Regions from separate parts of the Mus musculus genome. Here all the other regions are linked to region 2. A link is a contact called in public HiCAR-type and promoter capture Hi-C data. All regions are on one chromosome and are shown on one strand. Each heading gives the region's core, a stretch centred on a gene start, on an enhancer-like site or on the middle of the called end of the contact. The rest is flanking DNA. Distances are from core to core; before and after follow the strand shown.

Evidence for each region. Promoter capture Hi-C pulls out the DNA fragments that hold promoters and counts their contacts. HiCAR-type assays count read pairs that join an accessible place to other places.
Region 1: a contact with region 2 is called in a HiCAR-type map of astrocytes, with 5 times the contacts expected there. The contact joins the promoter of Rc3h1 here to the promoter of Cop1 in region 2. A contact is called at or near these places in 1 of 39 promoter capture datasets (pre-B cells), 1 of 115 datasets of contacts at active chromatin or transcription factors (astrocytes) and 1 of 9 other capture datasets (liver).
Region 3: a promoter capture Hi-C map of pre-B cells shows a contact between it and region 2. The contact joins the promoter of Rabgap1l here to the promoter of Cop1 in region 2. A contact is called at or near these places in 3 of 39 promoter capture datasets (hippocampal neurons, liver and pre-B cells) and 1 of 9 other capture datasets (adipose tissue).

What each region holds. Positions count from the first base shown.
Region 1 is chr1:160,903,403-160,907,843 of GRCm38.p6, reverse strand. Rc3h1 (RING CCCH (C3H) domains 1) reads right to left here and starts at 1,433. Exons shown (of 20, transcript NM_001024952.2): 1 at 1,145-1,433.
Region 2 is chr1:159,229,856-159,234,051 of GRCm38.p6, reverse strand. It overlaps Cop1 (COP1, E3 ubiquitin ligase), which reads right to left and starts at 1,852. Exons shown (of 20, transcript NM_011931.4): 1 at 1,202-1,852. The coding sequence starts at 1,614.
Region 3 is chr1:160,790,791-160,794,846 of GRCm38.p6, reverse strand. It overlaps Rabgap1l (RAB GTPase activating protein 1-like), which reads left to right and starts at 1,909. Exons shown (of 21, transcript NM_013862.5): 1 at 1,909-2,111. Gm37083 (a long non-coding RNA gene) reads right to left here and starts at 2,952. Exons shown (of 3, transcript XR_003948752.1): 1 at 2,534-2,952.

The DNA of each region.
Region 1 (4,441 bases), core at 184-2,683, 1.7 Mb before region 2:
TTTTGATACAAGTCTTGTCAAATCAGGATACTCTGCCTCAGCCTCCTGAGTGCTAGGATTCACAGGCAAGCATAACGGCAGGCTAAAAGTATTGGAAATCTTAGAAAGTAGGCTTTAAATATGAAATTTCAAACAGAGAAAAAAGAATCTTCTCCAAATTTTGGGACAAACTGGAAAAAAAATGATTAGAATATGAGACAGACACATGAACTCCTAAGGGAGACAGATGAACCACTTCTCTGTCCTAAGTGCTTCCAGCAGATACCAAAGAGGTTAATGATATCGCCTCTGCTGTACACAATTCAAAATGGCTAGTTAGAAAAGTTCCGCTCAAACCTTAACAATCTGTCTCCGTGCTGCCAATAAGTGGCTTTGTTTCCAGTTTCACGGACTATTCTGGGATGTCAAGAGTTACATTATTGCTGCTTCAAAAAGAGCCCTTGTTTCGGCTAGCTCCCTCGGACCTGGGATGTGAGTACCGTGGTGTTTACAGAGACCTGATGTTTAGAACCTTGTTAGGAAAGGTCCACCCCTTACTACTCCATCCTTTACCAACAACCACATTTTGTGTGTTTTTGTTGTTGTACACTTATAGTCTTTTTGAAAAAGGCACCTGCACATGGTTTCGTCTTGGCCAATAGGGTTTATCTCCAGGAACTCCTGGGAAACCGACACCCTAAAACCCACTTGGCCAAGGGAGGAAGGGGGCTGGGGAGGGAGCAGCCACGCCTGGCAGCTAGGCAGGAGCGGCGGCTGTTTACAGGCGCCTACTCCCTCCCCCACCGCACAGACAGGGGTCCAAACAACATTTCCTGCGAGCAAACTCACCGCCCGCCCGCTGTCCTCCGAGGGACCTCGGAACCAGTCAGCCTCGGACCCCCCCAACCCCCCGCTCCCGCCCCAGCCTCCCCAGCCTTCCCGGCGTCCAGGGCGGCGTCCGCACCGCCCCTCGGCCTACCTACCCCGGCAGGCCCTCCGGGAGGCACGCGGAGGCCTGAGGCCTAAAGGACGCCGGCCACTGACAAGCCCTGGGGCCGGTCCCGAGCGCAGGGCGGGTGAGGACAGCCCCATCCCCGCAGTCGCTGCCTATTGTTCTCGGCCGCGGCCGCCCCGCTCCCCACACTGCCGACCGCCACTTGCTCACCGCTCTGGTCCGAGCAGCAGCTCCTCTCAGCTCCGAGTCCCTGCGGCCGTCGCCACCGTCGCGGCAGCCGCCGCCGCCGCCGCTGCCACCATCGACTCTGACTCTGTCCCAGGCCGCCGGACCACGGCCGTAGCCGCCACCGCCAGCGCCGCCTCCAGCCCCCCACCTGCTGCTGCTGAGGCTGCTCCTGCAGCAGGGGCCATCTTGTTGGTCGGCCTCCCCTTCCTCCTCCGCGTCCTCCGCCGCCCGTCGCTCGTTGTCCTCGTCCCCTTCCTCTTCCTCAGACTCCGGCCCGCCCCGAGACTGGGGCGGAGATGAAGGCGAGGCTCCTCCTCATGGGGCGTGGCCAACGGGGCGGGGCGTGGCTAACGAGGTGGGGCGTGGTCGTCTGAGGGCGGGGCCGGGAGGAAAGCTCTGAGTCACCGGCCCCAACGCCCTGTCGGGAGCGGGCGACGCGCCCCGCCCGTGTCTCGAGCGCTGTCGCGCCCCGAGTGGAGAAACTTGTCCCACCTCCTCCCGGGCCACCCGCCTGGCCTGTGGCCACAGTGCCTTTGGTGCTGGCAGGCAAGAGGCCAGGCGGTTCCCGTAAGCTCACTCCTATGGAGTCTCGCGCTGCCTCTGAGCTTGTCACTTTCTGAGGTCTGGACTCTTCCTCGACTCTAGCATCTTTTTTCTTATATGCTACCTCTCCCCAGCCTCACTCGCGCTTGTGTGTGTGTGTGTGTGTGTGTGTGTGTGTGTGTGTGTGTGTGTGTGTGTGTCTGTGTGTGTGTGTCTGTGTGTGTGTCTGTGTGTGTGTGTCTGTGTCTGTGTGTGTGTGTATGATGGCGTTTCTCTTAAGCTCTGGACTCTTCCTCTTGTATCTGTTTTGCATCCCACCCCTTTCCAGTACCCTGTGTTGTGGGGTGTGTGTGCACACATCTTCGACATAATTCGGTTTAGCCAAATTCTGGAGAACCGAAAGAAACGGAATTCTAATACTATATAGTATTAAATTTATATTCTAATTTTCACATTAAAACTGTCCTCAAGTCAACACCATAAAATGCTCCCCGCTCTCCTTCTGCTTCCTGCTTTGTCTGTGAAAGCAGAGAATTTGTTGTTCTGTCCTTTCTTTTTTTTTTTTTTTTTTTTTTTTTGTTCTGTTTTTGAGACAGGGTCTCTCTATTATATACCCTTGGCTATCCTAGAAATTCTTCTGTAGACCAGGCTGGCTTTGAACTCACAAGAGTTCCATCTGTCTCTGTCTTCCAAGTGAAGGAATTAAAGGCATGGGCCCCATGCCCAGACTGTCCTTTCTTCACTGTAAACTCACCAACATCGATTTAAAACAAACAAACAAATTACTTCCACATCTCACAAGAAACAATTACTGGGTGGCTGTTGGGCTTGTTTGGGCTTTGTTTTGGTTTCTTTTTTTTCCCCGTGGGTGTTTGATTGTTTGTTTGTTGTTGTTTTGGTTTGGCTGGGTTTGTTTTATTCCCGGAACAGAAAATCCTGGAGCCTGGACTGACCTGGAAGTTCTGAACCTCTGCTCCCTGAGAGCTCAGATTATAGGTATGGCCACCTAGCCATACCTGGCCAGGCTTTGGTTCTTGAGACAGGCTCTTGCTTTGAGACCAGGGTGGCCTGGAGCACGTTCACGGGCTCGTCTCTCACCTCATTTTTAATTTTTTTATTTTCTTGGTTTCTCTGTGTAGCTCTGGCTGTCCTGGAATTCACTCTGTAGGCCAGGCTGGTCTTGAACTCAGATTTATCTGCCTGCCTCAGCCTTCCAAGTGCTGGGATTAAAGGCCTGTGTCACCACTGCCTGCCCTGCAAATCCTTCTGCCTCTTAACTTTAGGCTTATAGGTGTAAGACAGCATATCCAGCTCACACAGCTGAAATATCACACATTTTCCTGAACTTGGAAGAGGTTTTTTTGTAGTGATTATAACTTCATGGTGGTGAGATTTCAGCTTATTTTTAGACTTATTCATGCCTTTATTGATTGTGTTTGCTGCTTTGGAGTGAGCTAAATCTGTAATCTCTTAAACTACTAAATACAGCTGTCCCCACTTATCTGAAATTTCTATGATTTGAGTTAGCTCTGGACAACTGTAAACCAAAAATATTCAGTGAAAAATTCCAGAAATAATTCATGAGTTTTCAATGAATTTTTATAATATGTTGTTATAATTGTTCTATTTATCACTAGTTGTTAACTATGCCTAATTTGTTAAATAAAACCTAATTATTCTTATGTAAAAGTAAACACATAGAAGGTTCTGTACTATTCTCCTTCAGTTTAGTCATCTGCTGAACAGTTGGGAACATACCCTAGTCAGATAAGAGCCTGGTTCTTGCAGTAAGCCAGGACCTGATTTCCAGCAGCCCTAAAGTTTAGGCCAGCGTGTTACTAATCTAAACGTTATCTCTTGGAAAGCCTTTCCCTCCTCAAACAACCAGGGGTCAGTCCCCTACTAGGACAAACAGATAGTCTGTTCCTCCTGCCATTCCTCCCGCCTCACTCCTAGGGAACCTTCCACAACAAAGTTTTAGCTGCTGTTGCTAGGCACACATGCCAACCTCTCTGTTTAGGTGAAAGGAAGTAGCCCGGCTTCCATTACAAACAACCTAATGAGAGTTCCTTAAAATAGGAATAGTGCTATACCTCTGCTAGCTATTCCAACTAACAATAAGCTAAATACAGAGGTTCCTCCAAGTTTATTTGAACTACATAACTGAGCAAATACTTGTTGGAAAAGGAAGAACAGCTCTGTAGAAACAAGTGTTTCTAATGAAATGAACCTGGGAGGAGTCATTTAGGTTTTGAATTCTGCAATTAGACTAGATGTGAGATACAGAAGACAATATGTCCCCCGAGACCAAGTCTATTTAAAAGAGATGTGGTAATCTATCAAGGGGAAAGAATTTCGTGTGAATTTTATCCCGAAATTAATAACTCTTTGTAAATTTTAGTTAGTAAATCAATCTCTCTCCCCCTAATTTTTCTAAGTTTTAACATTACTAGGGTCTTCACATTAAGAATTAGAAAATTAAATTAGATGGTATGCTGGGTTTATATGGGCATATAATTTAAATTTCAAAACTTTGGAGATTAAAGCACCCCATGGCGGTGCACACCGTCAGTCCAGCACTCAAGAGGCAGAGGCAAGGGTATCTCTGTGAGTTAGCCATCTTGGTCTATTAGTGAACTCCAGGCCAGCCAAGGCTACCCAGTGAGACCTTGACTCATAAATGAATGGATCAAATCAGTCAGTCAATCAAAACTTTTAAAATTAAATTTAAAAAGT
Region 2 (4,196 bases), core at 603-3,102:
CCAACCATAAACTTCTTAAATTACAAATAACCACAGCTATAATTCTATTTCAACACACACACAACTTCTGAATCTAAACAAAAGCAAAATTACGAATTATATTAGTGAACAAGAAAGTGTAGCTAATACCTTTCTCAATGGTTACAATCTCTAAGCTTATCATCTTTAATAATACCATTTAAGCCCATCTTCTACTGTGATCTGAACTAACTTCCCCAAGCATGACTGTTCAAGCCAACTTCCTACATCATTAAGTCAAACAACAAGTTCCTTCTTAGGAAAGGCCCAGAATTCTACCAGTTTGTGAGCAGGAAATCTTCATTAAGCTCTCATAATCTTACCAGTAATATCAAAACCCAATTAAAATTCAAAGCATTCTTCAAGACAATCAGATTCATCTTTTGCTTAAAGTCCCTCTTAGATGCCAAATGCCTGAATTCTACTGTGTCGCTCAAGATGCCAGCTGTGATGCAATGACTGTAAAAGCGTTTCTCAAGTCAGAGATTCCAGTGTATACACAGCGCTGCGATCGTTCCATACAACACAGAAACACTAAAAATGTGTTTCCCTTTTTCCAACAGTTGAAACCTGGAATTGGGTGTGAACAAACTTTGACTACAAAATTATTAACAGTATTACAAGTGTCCTATCTATTCAAATTCATATTCCAACGCAGGATGGGCAAAAATAACTTCGTAAAGCATCACCAACCAGGTTTCGAGCACCATCTACTTTTTTACAATATAGTGTTGACCAGCAATCCCACACCTCAGAATCACCAGGCACTAACTAGTCTTCTACCTCCGAAAATCATGAACTACTCCTGACTGATACTTCGTCCACTAGATGGCCAAAAAAAGAAAGAAAACAAAAACAAAAACCAGAAGGGATTTAACCTCCTACCCCGAATACTTCCTTTCTAATAACCACTTACTGGACCTCCATCTTTATCCTTAAGCACTCCCTTAAATGCCTTCAGTTCCTGGACACCAGCACCCACTTCTGTGCAATCCCATTTCACCACTTTGCCTAAGGATCCCAGTCCAGCTCCACCTCCCAACCGGGAACCTTAACTCTGCAAACACTCAACTCTCTAGGTTCGAATCCCAGCACCTCCAACAGGCCTCCCTCCACGGGACCCCGCCAGGCTCAGCAGCAGAAACTCGTGGTCATGCACGCAGGGGCTGCTATGCAAACCCACCAGACGAAGTCGTTGCTTTTGTCCTCGTAGGAGTTGAGGAGCCCGTTACAAAGCGGGACGAGCAGAGGTCGCTTCCTACTGCTACTGCCGAGGCTGGAGCTGCTCCCTCCAACGCCGGCGCTGGGCCTGGCCGCGCAGCTGAGCCGGGACTGGCCCGCGGACACCGCCCCGCCGGCGCTCGCGCTGCCAGACACCGCGGCCGCCACCAGCACAGGCCGCCCCGGGCCGCCGAGGCCGCCGGAGCCCGCGGCCGGAGCCACGCCGCCGGACACCAGCGTCGCCGCCGAGGCCGCCACGGACGGCGGCGACGGAGACGAGGATAAGGACGAGGAGGCGGAAGTCACCGAGGAGGCGGCCGAGGAGCCGGGGCTCGTCCCAGCGGAACCCGAGCCGGCCTGGCGGCTACCTGACATCGTGACTCCCTCCCTTGGCCCTGCGCTCCGAGGCGAGGGCCCGGACAGACCGCGACCCTCCGCCGCCCCCGGCGCTCAGCTCCCGAGCATCCTGAGGACGCGCCGGGAGACGGGCCGGGGGAACAATAAAGTTAGGCTTCCCACCGCCGCCCCGCCGCCGCGTCCTACGCGAGGGGGCGGGGGAAACTATCACATCCGAGGAGCCATGACTGCCGAGGAGGCCGCCGGGGCAGCCAACCCGGGCGCGCCGAGGCGGTCGGGCTTGCGCATGAGCGGCGGAAGGGGCGGGGCAGCGGAGCAGCTGCGCGCGCAGGCGCCGGCGCCGGCGCCGGGCTGTACGGAGATGCCGAGCGTGTAGTTCTCCGAGTGGAAAGCTGATTTCCTTTCTGACGTAGTAGAGAGATGGCCGTTTTCATGGAGCCAAAGGGTGGAAGGGGAAAGGACGGGGAATCTGGTCTAGTGGACCGGGAACGCTCGAAAAGCAACTGCTTAAGCGTGCCCCGGGTGGACGCTGGCGGATTGCCCAGCTAAAACTGCGGCGGTACGGAGCAGTGGTGTTGCGCATGCGTGTGAGCGAGCGCGCATGCGGCTATGGATTATTATCTGGAAAATACTAAGCTCACTTGTGTTCTCTTGCGGCTTCGCGCTTTTTCCCGATTGTGTGGCAGGAATATAATTTGTTTTCGTTTAGATTTTTTTTTTCTGTTTAGATTTTGAAGTCCTGTTAGGAGGAGTAAGGGGCCAGGGCAGTGAAAAAGGGTTACAAGCCTTAGGTTTCAATCTGAAAGAGCCACAACGTGAGGACTTCCCCACGTTCTGACTCAGGAGAGGCGACACCCCAAAATCACCAACGAGAAACGGTCTTGCTGCAAATTGCAAGAGGATTTTTATTCAAGAGCGCTCTCGGCCCACGGTCATACACCACGCAGGGGTAGAGGACCGTGGCGCCCCGAGTAGCTGGGTTAGGGGGTATTTAAAGGAAGAAACCACAACTTAAGGAGGTGGGAAGGGCGTTGTTGGAAAATACCAAAAATACCAGTTAAGAGTCACAAGGAAGTACAAAGTCACAAGTGTCAGGTTATCTCTCAAGACAGTTTCTAAGAGCCCCTAACAATCTAAGAGCCCCTAGCAATAGCACCTTTGCATAGTGGGTTCCAGCAATGGTCAGGGTGACTTTCTTTGAATTAACACTCTTTGAACCCAGGAAGCTGATGGGTGGAGGAATGTTGATATCTGTTTTATGATTAGCATACCTTGGAGCATTGAGTCACAAAGGCAAAATTCCCAAGCCTGGGCCCAAAGGCCTAGAATTTTGTCTTTATTACTCTTTCAAATCAAACATTTTATAGTACCAGAAATTATTTGCTTCTTGTCCCTGATGTCACTTATCTAAATTATCTCCAACCTTTTGTAAAACCTCATTGATAACTCCGTCTTTGTTGGCATTGAAGCAGCAATACTCGCCTAGTTCCCCTGGGAAATGAAAACTAAGTCTAAACCTGGCCGGTTTAGGAGGACAACTTTTGTCAGAGCCTCTGTCTGGACATGAAGCAGATAGAATTCAACGTGTCTGATGTCTACCAGTCTGATGATGCATCTGTTGTAGGCTCCTTTATCCTCTGATTAGGGATACAGTACTTAGGGCTACTGTCCTTATTCCTTCTGTCACTGGACCACAGAGAGCGGCAACCCAAGGGGGAATAAGAGATGGGCACCTTATGGTCCTGGATAAGCATACACTTGGAGTATATACATAAAACTGGATTATTATACACATTCCTAAGTGTTGGGAATTAAATCGCTGTAAATTTGGAACAGTTGTTAGAAACTCTGTACTCGTGAAATAATCCACGCAATATAGTTACTGATAATCACACCAATTAAGCATATTAAAAGTTTTAAGTCCTTTTTATTGATGGCCAGATGGAGAGTGGTCTCATATCTTTGAAAAGTCTCTTGGTGCTCTAGTTGAGGGGTACAGAGTTTTTAAATCAAAACCCACAAAGACCATAATTTACATCAAAGTTAGAGGAGAGTCAAGTAACTTTGAAACATTTATTTCTGGTAGAGCATAGTAATTATTTTAGATATAACATCAATTATCATTTAGTTTATTTTTGAGCTCTTGGAGCAGTTAGGTCCATTTTAGCTGACTCCTCTCATTGGATTTGTCTATTCAAAGACAAATATGGATGGGCTGGCTTACTGGTACCAGGGAAATAGAGAAGAAAACTTCTTTAAGGTCCAGGATATATAGAGCTGGGTATCTGGTGGGAGGAGGCTGAGCAAAGTATACAGATTTGGAACAGTAGGATGGGTGATTTGAGACATAACACCAACAACAAAATCAAAAAAGATAACTTCCTGAGCCAAACTTCCCCTCATGTGCTCAATCATTCACACACTAGGCTGGCCATTCACTCAAGCAATACTGAAACCGCATCTCTCCTGAGACAGAACAGGGATACAGGTCTCCACTATTAGTCTCTCAACTTATTGTGGGGAACTGGGGAAGAATTTCCTGTTGGAATTTTTTCCCCAAGCCTGGAAGAGGGCTTCCAATGTAGACTCACCAGAAAAGG
Region 3 (4,056 bases), core at 660-3,159, 1.6 Mb before region 2:
AAGGGTTCTGGGTAGTAGACAAATCCCTATGAGGACCTTCTAAAATTTTATCAAGTACAGAATCTATTCATGTCATTAAAACAATATCTGTGGGAGAGTCATATGATTCTTCCTTCCATAATATGTATTGAAAAATTCAGACTTGACTGCAAATAATAAAAATCTAAATTCATTTTAAAAATCCTAAGTAACTAAGAAAACATCTTGACTCAGGGAAATGACTAAATCTAGAGGATGACTTCTGGCTTATTTTGAACTCTTTCATAATGTGTCAGCTTCGCCTTCGGGTCAGCTTCCTTCACTGTAGAGGTGGTGGCTTCGTTAACTAAACCCACCCATCTCAGCAGCTAGTGTGAGGAAAAACTCCTTTTCATTCTCCTCCACACACAAGATGTGCCTGGCTGTGTTCAGTGTTTAATATTGTCAGTTTGACAGGATATAGGATTATCTGGGAGACAAGCGTCCAGGCGTGCCTGTGAGGGGTGATCTAGATTAGGTTAACTGAAGTGAGAAGTCCGGCTTTCACGTGAAGTCACACCCTTCTTAGGCCTGGCCTCCTGGTAAACAGGAGAAAGTGAGCTAAGTCCTAGCCTTCATTGTCCCCTTTGTCAAATAACTTCGCTTTGTTTAGAAGATACCTGAAGGCAAATGCTATGTATGGCCTTTTCGTGTGCTGATTTTCTCATAGAGCCTGGCTCAGTATCTACTTCTCGTATATTTACAATGAGACTCTGCAAACGTGGAAGTCAACAGATGATTTGTGTTAATTAGATCCTAACTTTATTAGGTATCAAACTTAAAGCATTGAGTCAGGTTCTGGTTAGGAGGTCTACTCAGGGTACAGAGCTTAACAAAAATACCTTCTGGGAAGGACCTAACACGGAGGGGAAACCCGAATGAGTTGGAACACTTTTGCTATGACACAGCATCTGTAGGCATTAACATTAAGAAAAAGGAGAAAAGAAACTTGGGTTTGAAGGTCCTTTGACAAATGTTACAGGGTAGCTTTTGGATCTGGGTGGACAATAATGACAGACCAATTGAAGTGTTATAAGAAAAGAGAACTTTCAACTCAAGAAGCTACTCTAGAGGTCCAATCTCTGGACACATTCAATTCAAACAGTAATATTTACTGAACGGATACTTTCTATAAGCCAGGTAGGATTCATCATGAAAGGCACAGAAATGGGTGAACAGGTCCCTCTAGAATCTCTAAAATATTTCACAGATTAAGGGTACACATATTTGTGCCATAAACCTGAGAAAAAAAGTTCTTATGAGATTCAAGGAATGTACAGGTCTTTTCTGGCTGCTTGATCTAGAAAGGAAAAAATTCACAGTTCAAAAATTAGTACAATATTTGTGGCAGAAAGTAAATACTTTAGTTTATCTGTCCTCCAAAATCTACTCTCTGAAAGGCTAAAAGGTGAGACCCGGGATGCCTTTACCGTTGGGTTAGCGCTTTCCTATGTAGTCTGAGTCTGGAAGAATCAATGAAGGGGGATGCCTCCAAGCACCTTCAAAGGACAAAGAGTCCCGGTGGAAAAGTTAGTCCTCCGAGGTGACTTACTGGCCTCACGGAATGGAAATATGTAAAACAGGTTTGTTAAGAAAGAATCTCCCCAAAAGGGACTTAGAACTCAGTCAGTGCTGGGGATGATTGCCAGGCACCAGCACGCGTGCTGGAGGAGGTCCTCGCGTGCCTCCGCTCTCCTAGCTCGCCCTCTGCCCTCTGCTCAGGTTTGTACTCCGCGCTTTCAGGGTTGGGGGGGCCAAGCCGAGTCAAGCGAGCCTGTGGACGCGCGCGCGCGCCGCCGACTTAGGCAGAGAAGGCACCTCCGCCCTCGGGAGCGCGCACGCCGCGCCGAGGGGCCGGGCGCGCGCGCTCCCGCCGACCGCCTCCTCCTCAGTCCGCCCCCTCCCTCGCCTCTTCCTGCCGTGCGGTCCTCTCCCCTCCCCAGCCCGCTCCCTCCGCCCCGTTCCCTCCGCCCTCCCTGGGCTTCGGCCGCGGCGGAGTGAACGGGACGGGCCCGGCCGCAGAGCTCTGGGCGGCGGGTGGGACTCGGGCGTCTGACAGAGTTGTTGTTCCGGCACGGCCGCGGAGACGTGAGGTGAGGTGAAAGCGGCCTTCGAGGGGGGCTCGAGGGCGGCCTGACGGCTGGGAGCCGCGCTCCGGGGGGTTTTGAGGTGGACCCGGCTGGTTCAGAGAGGGTCGGGGTGCGAGGCCCGGCCCGGGACCGGGATGCTGGAGCGGGGCGGAAGGCATCCGGCGGGCTCAGCACCGTCGGCCGCCTCCGGGACACCCGGGTTCTCCGTGTGGCTGGCTCGTCGCGGTGGGGCGGCCGGGCGGGAGGCGGGGTTGGCGCCCCTCACCTGGGGCCGGGTGGTGGCTTGGGCGGCCGCCGCCTCCAAGTGTGCCCTCCTGACATTGCCGCCGCCCCCGCCGGCGGTGGCCGGGATGTGGCTGCTGCTGGGCTCGCAGTCCCAGCAACCCCGAGTCCGGGGGGGCGTGTGGACAGGTTTATTTTCTTACCCACTTGAAAGCGTCGGTTGGATCCCGTGTCCTTCCCTCGCTCTTCCCTTTCCTCCGCCCCGCGCACTTTGCTCCGTTCCTGCTGGCGATGCTTGTGGTTTTGCTGTCTGGGATAGGCTGTTTTTTGGGCAGATCTCTACCTGCCAGGAATGCCCCGCTTCAAAGTTGACCGCGTGGGCCCCGACAGACACTCATCCACACCCACGCGCATGTTGTCCTCCGTGTCCTGATAACTGAGTCAAAGTTTCTGAGACCGAGCTGGTACTTTGCTCGGATCGCCAACGGTGCAGGGCTGGGCAGTGCGTCAGCATGTGGAAAGGGGCCACTGGCCATTGGGGAGGTGGCCAGGAGCAAGGAAGGCTGAACTGAGAAGTTCATTTGTGGTCTCAAGACAGTTTCGTTCAGGTGCTTATATATTCTTTTTGGACTTCTCAGAGTTGGTTATATCAGAAAAAGACTCGAATTTAGGCGATCGTTTTTTCAGAACCGATGGTATGCAAATTAAATGAACCGCTAACCTTTAATGGTAAGGGCTTGCTTGACCTGCTTAGTGCTGTTTGGAAACAGATGTCAAAGCATGCATTTTTTTTTCCAATGGACAGTTTAGATGATTTTAATGCATCTAAATTTTCTTGTGTATGAGAAGAGGTAGATAGTTGACTGTCACAATTCAGAGAACACAATTTCCTGAAAACCTTAAGACTTTTCTTGTAGTAGTGTTTACATTTGGCAGCCGCTGCACTTCTGTAGAATGTCCAGTAATCGTGATCAGGAGGTACAGACATGAAGTTTGTAGTCAAATTGGAAGTGGATTCTATTCGTGGAAAATACTAGTTTACAAGCTGCCTGGAAAGGGAAATTGGCCTGTGATTCATTGTCTTAGTTGTGTTCTCTATATGAAACTGACACTGAGGTTGAAAGGAGAAAGGCTAGATGAATTTAATATAGTATATGTTACTACAAAATGTACTTCTTGGGAAGCTAGCTAAGACTTTGAGTTAGATTGATGACCATATTAAATTAGTTCAAGATGTACTCTTAATATACTAAACCACCTGGGGAGAAATAGATGTGATTGTTCAGGGCTTATCTGTGAGCATGTTGGAAAGCTTAATTTGTGCTCTGGGAAGCTGCAAATAAGGTAGGAAGCTCCAATATTATTGAGGAAAATAGCAAATATACAAACAAGTGCAAAAGGTATGGCTGTAGACCTATGGCAGTTTTCTTTCTTTCCTTCTTTTTAAAACATTGGATGGGAAGTTCTGTATATTATGTTTGTGTTGTTCTGAGAATTTTTGCTTGTTTGATCATTCCCTCATGATTTATATCATTAGGGTGTTCTAAAAAATATTTGAAAAGTTGTATTATTTTTGTTGGGGTATTTATTTATTTTTTAAAGATTTATTTGATTTTATGTGTTTTATCTCCACACAAGTCTGTGCACCCCCTCTGTGCCTGGTGCCAGAGGAGACCAGAAGAGGGCATCAGATACCCTGGAACTGGAGTTACAGACAGTTGTTAGC